Linked DNA regions of Mus musculus: region 1 is linked to region 2. A link is a contact called in public Hi-C data. All regions are on one chromosome and are shown on one strand. The core of a region is the stretch at or near the end of the contact, and the rest is flanking DNA. Distances in the headings are between cores, read along the strand shown.

Evidence for each region. A called contact is a pair of places that touch in the nucleus more often than the background predicts.
Region 1: a Hi-C map of uterus shows a contact between it and region 2, with 4 times the contacts expected there. The contact joins the promoter of Tmem45a here to the enhancer-like site in region 2. A contact is called at or near these places in 5 of 484 Hi-C or Micro-C datasets (embryonic fibroblasts, muscle stem cells, nephron progenitors and 1 more), 3 of 115 datasets of contacts at active chromatin or transcription factors (embryonic fibroblasts, embryonic stem cells and stem cell-derived neural progenitor cells) and 1 of 9 other capture datasets (adipose tissue).

What each region holds. Positions count from the first base shown.
Region 1 is chr16:56,883,947-56,887,781 of GRCm38.p6, reverse strand. Tmem45a (transmembrane protein 45a) reads left to right here and starts at 1,619. Exons shown (of 6, transcript NM_019631.3): 1 at 1,619-1,969.
Region 2 is chr16:56,851,351-56,855,028 of GRCm38.p6, reverse strand. The region is part of intron 1 of Tmem45a (transmembrane protein 45a); the gene reads left to right. Among named protein-coding and RNA genes, the nearest start is that of Tmem45a, 33 kb to the left of the region's middle. Within about 2 kb of position 2,023, at least 53 of the 459 cell types and tissues checked have an H3K27ac peak or open chromatin away from gene starts, as enhancers often do. A contact at or near this core is called in adipose tissue, embryonic fibroblasts, muscle stem cells and 1 more, where this site is marked.

The sequences.
Region 1 (3,835 bases), core at 370-2,869, 33 kb before region 2:
AGTCTGAACAATCAACCAAAGAACATACATGGGCTGGACCTAGGCTTTCCTGTTCATATGTAATAGATGTGCAGCTTGTTATTCATCTGGGTCCCAAACAACTGGAATGGGAGCTATACCAAAAGCTGTTGCCTGTATGTGGAATATGTTGTAGCTGGGCTGCCTTGTCTGGCCTCAGAGGGAGAGGAAGCACCTAGGCTTGCAGAGACTTGAAATGCTAGGGTTGGGGGACACTGTATGTGTGTGTGTGTGGGGGGGGGGTTCCACCTGCTCAGAGTAGAAGGGGAGCAAGGATGGGGGAAGGATTGTGAGAGGAGATGACTGGGAGTGGGGGGCAGTAAGCCGGATGTAAAGTGAATAAGTTAAAATATTTTTAAAAAGAAAAAAAAAAGAAAGAAAGAAAGATAACGCTTCACAGTGGTCTAACTTCTTCCTATCATGTCTTGACGTTAATGGTTCCACTTTCTCAGGCTTTAATACATGTCCTCTGTGGACATTCTAGGTGCAGACTGACATCTTCAGCGTCAGTGGATTAGAAGCCAAGCCTATGGCCTCACCATAATGTGGTTCCCTGAATGCTGGGATTTCTAGTGGGTCTACCTTCTGTCAGCCTTCCAGAGTCTCTTCCTTCTGGCTTCTGTAGATGTCCAAGGGGGCCAATTATGTATAGCCATGAGAAACTTGAATCTACATTCCTGCAAACGGAAGCAATCTTTTTTTCTTTTGTGAGGAGCCTGTCCTAGTAGTCAACAAACATGATGTCTGTTGACGGTAATGTATGAAAAGCTAGCTAATCCTTCCTTGATGACCAGCCCATTGTGAAGCAGCTTCCCATGACAGAATGTGCACCACTGAGCACAGATGATTCTGAAAGCTCACCACAGGACACGAATGACTTCATACACAATCAAACATGTTTGGTGCAATTCTACAGTCCTCAGACATCAAAATGAGAGTTCGCGATGTCTTCCCAACCATTACTCCTTTCAGCTGTAAAAGATCCTCAAGCATTTCCTCCCCACCGCCCTTTTCTTTTAAGCTTTTTTTTTTTTTTTTTTTTTTTTTTGCACTCACCCAGGGCTTCTTCACAGAAACGACCACATTTCTGAATAGCTCACGTCTTACTAAAAGGTTCATTATTCCTGAACCTTTATCCCAAAATAGCGCTCTCGGACACCCACTTTTCTTTTGCCAGAGAAGGTGTGGATAGAAAATCTTTGAGGCGGGACTGGACCGCCCATTTGAAGGCGTGGGTACGGTACTTCTCCAACCCCTTCTATTTGGAAATGCCTGCCCCCTTAAGCTACTCATCCTGATTCTTGTCCCAAACGATAACGACCCCCCTGCTTAAACAAACTAGTCCCTTAGAAGGCCTGCCCTCACGGACCAAGGGCAGGGGCAAGCTCTGAGTTCTAGCGACCCTTCCAACTACCCCACCCCAGACCCCACTGCCACGCAGTGCCACATCAGCGACTGCACAGCGCGCCCAGCTAAGTTCCTTTCTAGGATGCGAGTGGCCCAGTGGGTGGAGGCAGATTGAGCCCGCAGGAGTGGCGGGCTGCTCCACCAATCGGCAATCAGAGAGGAGGCTTTGCCTCCAACTGCAACCCCAGTCAGTGCCCCGCCGGGGAAACCAGATGAAGCACATCTGGACAGCTGTGCTGAGAAAGTTTGTGGGCCTCTTCCAGGCCTGCCACCCGCAAGGCACGTCCCCCACGTAGCCTCCTGCTAGCCACTTACTACTTAATTTTTTTTTCCCCAAGAAGCAATAAGCAACCCACGCTTGAATCTTTTTCTCTCCCTCCCCCCCACCCCCCATGTGAGGCGAGGCCACATCACATTCAACACAGTTTAGTTTTCATGGGGCTTTGAGATCAAAAGAACAGAAACAGCAACCAAAGCTCAGCTGCCTTCTGATCCTAACTGACAAAGTGGGGAGAGTAAGGTGTGCGCAAACAGGACAAGTTGGGTAAGTTGTGGAGACTTGGGGACATCTTCCTCCTTGTCCTGCTGAGCTCTCTAGCCTGTGCCTTTGCTCTTCTTGCCAGACTTCTGTTTGTTAAGGGGAGAAAAACATCTCATGCTGGGAAAGACTGTAAGGATATCGGGCTTCTTTCTTTTCTGTTTTTGGGGAAATGTTTGGTTTGCATTTTAAAATTGATGAGGGTTGGAGAGTTGGTGCTCATATAAGATTTCTTGGGAACAAAATTTTGACTGGTGTTTTGTTGTAAACCTTTCTTCATCCTAAAGTTATTCTTCTCGACTTCTTCTCCTTTCTTTTCCTCCCTTCTCCTTCTCCTTCTTCCTCCTCCTTCTCTTCTTCCTCTTCTTCTCCTTCTCTTCCTTCTTCTAACTCTTCTTCATTCTCTTGCTCTTCTTCTTCCTCCTCCCCCTCCTGTCCTCCACTATTTTGATGGATGACTGAGAAAACTCTCTGGTGTATTTAGAATTAACACAACGTTTGACAAATTATTTAAAACTTGAATCTTATAAAGGACTTACTGGATCCTTCACTTAAGTTTGTAGTTGAAAGTGCCAATATCATATCTCAAAGAGGGAGATCTAAATTCCTCTTAGGTTACTAACAAAATAATTAAATAAGTGATAGACCTCTCTGTGTGTCTGCAATCCTATAATTACATACTTAACCTGTTGTTCCATCAAAAATAATATCCACGGTGTTTATTATACGTGCGCGCTTACAGATAGTTCTACTTTATACGTCATGATTTAGCAATGAGGTGGTGGAAAATGCTGACCTGCTGGTGGCTCAAGGCCCATTCCTTCTGAAACATCTATGGTTCCCTCTGCCTGAGTAATGTTCCGAAGTTCAGAGTTCTGTTGCATGCTGGTTACTGTTTGGGGAAGATTTGACTCAAGTAGATCTTTAGCTTCTGGCTCTTAAAGCACCATTTGGGAATTTAGAGCAGAAATGATTACTTTTAGAGCATGTTTTTGTCCACAAAGGTAGAACAGTTTCAGAGGATTTAGAAATGCTGGGTTAGAAGGGTATTATTGCAAAGAGGCAATGAGAGTTAGCTCGTCTTGACCCATTCACAGTTTCACAGTAGATCTTGGGTAAAGCGCTGTTCCCCAATTTTCTCCTTTATAATGTGTTAATAATAAGCAATCATACATACTGATGAGGTCTAGAGTGTTGAGTTAAAGCATGCCAGTTATTAGGCTAGCCTGGCATTCATTCCTTATTGCCTTCCTCCCCGGCTTCTGTGCATTTCTTCAATAGCATTCCGACTTCCCTCCTAGAAACCAGGATTTATTCAGTTCCGCAAACTTGCTAGCCAAGGCATGATGCAAGGTTGTCAAAGAAAAGGCTTCATGAATGGATAGCAAAGAAGAACTGGTTGGGGCCTTAGATGTAGAAGGTTCTGGAGTGTATACGATAGAAAAGGCCATCTGAATGTAGGCTGGTTTCATGGAAACAGTGCCATTTCTTTCTTTTCTTTTTTTTTTTTTCAGTTTATGTACTCTGTTTTATTAGATATTTTCTTTATTTACATTTCAAATGCTATCCTGAAACTTCCTTATACCCTCCCCCACACCACCTTGCTCCCCTACCCACCCACTCCCATTTCTTGGCCCTGGCGTTCCCCTGTACTGGGAGGGAGGGTTGCTAGTTTGTTTTAGGGGTGGTGGTGGGAAGGGGTCGTAGGGCTGAGACAGCATCTAGGAGCAAGGCAAAATATGGCAAAGGTTCAAGTGCTGGAAAGTGTGGAGCTATCCTTGGAGCATTGAGAACATCTATGAGAAGTGTGTGTGTGTGTGTGTGTGTGTGTGTGTGTGTGTGTGTGTGTGATGGAGGTAAGCTTTCTGCTGA
Region 2 (3,678 bases), core at 774-3,273:
AATAGGATGCAGATATTCCTGTTTTCTCTTAGTTCTTTGGACACCTCAGTACAATGGGGTGACTGTTCACAGGGCTGTCATGCACATCTGGATGAGGTTTCTGAGTAGAATGCAGATATTCCTGTCTTCTCTTAGTCCTTTGGACCCTGCGGTACAATAGCTCCCATTCAATGGATACAATGATCAGGGACATAGCTGCTCCTTTGTAGAAGTTTATTGTCCAGTTAAAAGGATCCTCACATAAGTGGTGGTGCCTTGAGAATAAAGAAAAGGGAGATTCGCCTTTGAGAGAGGATCCGAGAACGTTCTGCAGTGACACGATTCTTGGACAAAGGAAAGTGTTTGTACCCACTCTCTTCCCCTTGTCCCCTCTTCCTTTTCCTTCCCATTCTCTTCCTCTTCTTCCTTTGCCTTGTGGGGCTGAGTTGAATAGGGCACATGTTACTTGGGTGAAGGTGAGAAGGGATGCTAGCTGGATTCAGGAAGGGATGTCGAAGCTTGTTTGGGGAGCCACAGGTGGAGCCTTTGTTTTGTTCTTAGTAAGTTGAGTGCAGAAATGGAGGGCCACTCAAGAAGTGGAGGACATGTCCACTGAAGGGAGGAGTCATCTGTGGCATTCAAAGCAGTATTTGCAGGAGATCTGGGATGTGTCACCTGGTTGTCATACGTAGCTTCACCGTTGTTTTCAGTAAACTTGTGAATGGCTGCTGCGAATGCAGGTGATGCTGAAGAGAATATTGCAGTGTACATTCTGCTCCTTTCATTCCAATGACATGTGAAGTTGCACGGCATCTTCGAACAAGTGTCTTTATAGATAAAGGTAGGTCTCACAACTCAGTGTCTCAGTGTCGAGACTGATGGGAAGCTGAGAATAGAACTAAGGATGCTACCAGCATCTCCTTTTCTTCCTCCCTTTCCTTCCTTTTCTCTATCCCACTTATTTATTTGTCGTAGACATTTGGTATCCGGAATTGTTCAGTGGCCATTAGCCACATGCAGCTACTGAACACATGAACTGTGAGATGCTTAATTGGATGCCGAGTGTGAATTTCCCTCTACTTTGCTCATGACTCATGTTTCCGGGACATTGCTCCCCTAGGAGAGGTGGCACCGATTTTTTTTTTTTTTGAGTTTTGAAAAGTCTTCCTAAAGAAAGCCAGATGTGGTTGGTTCCTGAGGAGACACTCAGCTGCCCTCCTTCCCTCCTACACTGATGTTCTCATAGAAGACCAAGTCTTACTTTTAAATTTATTTCCACTTTGCAATCTTATTTTCTCCAGAATTGTGGAAACGGTCTCTCTAGAGGAAAACAGAATGCCAGCTGCTTTATTAGCAGTTACTTTCTGTCGGTCACATATTTAAATGGTACAATCAGGATGTATCCAGGTGGAATGGGTGTTTTATTTAGTAAGCTTAAGTTCACTTGGCTACTGAGAATTTAAGAGGACTACATGACTTACACTCCCCTCTGTAGGTTATGAACATGGCACTGAGAATTTAATTTTATTAATTTATTTATTGTGTCATTCATCCAACATCTGCTTGTCCTCAGCAGTGGGAAAACTCACGGTGCTGGCGCTGATAGGTCCACACAAGGCTCCCTGACTACTTGGAACTTGTGCTGTGGTGAGAAGAAAGGCGGGATGTAAGGATTGGGGGCTGGGATGTGAACTGGCTATTTTCCCCTTTCTTCTCATGCAGAGCTACCACAGAGCACAGCCTCAATGGTGTAAATTCCTCAGACCAGTGTGTTCTTCTTTCAAAGTGGTCAGTACCTAGCACGCACATTAGTCCCTTCATGCCTTCTTCTTACCACGCTAGTCTGACTCAGAAATGAGTATCTGCAATAAATACTTGATAGCTTTCCTCATCTGCAGCTTCTTTCTCCCTTCATACATTTCGGGTGTGACTGTCATTTCAGCCTTGCTGAAATACCATTGAAACACATACTTGGCTCTCTCCAAAGCTGTTTCTAGCACTTCTTGGCATGGGATCAGGGTGCTAGGAGGAGTCGTATTTCCTGCACTTTCACGCTCACCCTTCTTTTCAGGGAGTTAGAGAAGAATGGCCTGCAGCTAGTTTCCTTAGCCGAGGCTCAGCAGACAAGAAAGCTTAACTTCTAGACGGGATGGTCCCTGTCCCATGTTAACTCCTGGATCAGACATATTGGCATCTATCTTCCCTGTCCTCAAGAGCTGAGGACACGTCCTTCTCTTGGCTGGCTGAATGATGTTTGCTCAGGTTCCAGAATCACCAGACAGATTCAAATCCCAGCTGCACCACTAAACAGGCCATGGGAACTTTTCTGCTAAGTTATTTATTTTTTCCAACCTTTAATTTCTCTGTCTTTTAATACTGCATCGACTTTGTAGCTAACAACCATCTATATAGTTCCAGTTTCAGGGAATATGATGTCCTTTTCTGGTTTCCATGGGCACTGAATGCACGTGGTACATAGACATACATGCTAACAAAATACCCATACACATTAAATACAAATTTTAAAAAATTATGTCTTGCCTAAATATTTAATAATGCAGGACACTGAATAGCTTCACTGTTTTTCAAAGTTAATATTTTGGTTTCATAGTTCTCAAATGCTAAGTATGCCACTCCGTCTAAATATGTAGTATAAAATGGCAGAAGTGTGTTTGGGACTGTCTTAGCCAGGGTTTCTATTCCTGCACAAACATCATGACCAAGAAGCAGTTGGGGAGGAAAAGGTTTATTCAGCTTACATTTCCACATTGCTGTTCATCACTGAAAAAAGTCAGGACTGGAACTCAAGCAGGTCAGAAAGCAGGAGCTGATGCAGAGGCCATGGAGGGATGTTCTTTACTGGCTTGCTTCCCCTGGCTTGCTCAGCCTGCTCTCTTATGGAACCCAAGACTACCAGCCCAGAGATGTCACCACCCACAAGGGGTCTTTCCCCCTTGATCAATAATTGAGAAAATGCCTTACAGTTGTATCTCATGGAGGCGTTTCCTCAACTGAAGCTCCTTTCTCTGTGATAACTCCAGCTGTGTCAAGTTGACACAAAACTAGCTAGTACAGGGACCATTCCATTAATTGTTGGAGACCCTGCCTAATCCCAAATTAAATTTAATTTAATAGTTATTTTTTTAAAATGACAAGTCAGCAACTCAAACAGAAATTTTAAAAATCAAAGATTCTAACACAGCAGCAAGTCAAAAATATACAAACTTATTTGATCCTTGCATAGTGGGGAATGACAGTAAGAAAACATTAAAGGTCTTTGTTTACTGTGCTTAACTATCGTGTTTCTATAAGAGAAAAACTTGGCACACACAGTGAAAAGACCCATTATAATTCACAGCAAATCAGCAGTGCTGAATCTGAGCTGAAGTGTGGCAATGTCCATCGGCGTTGAGTCACATGACAGCAGGTTCTATGTTACGTGCACTTGTGACCAGTTCAGAATAAAGGGTGTAGTGGAGTCCTATGATGCAACATAGACAGAAGCTTCCAGAAACGTCTTAGTCTAATTCTATGTGCTACTTTTAATTAATTTTTGGTCATTGGGCATTCAAAAACCCTTTGACTCTGAATGAGTTTGGCACAAACTTTGTGTGCCATTCCATGACTTCCATGGCAGTGTTGCACAGTTTAAGAAGCTGGACCTTATTATACTTGTTTTGATCCAGGATACAACAATGG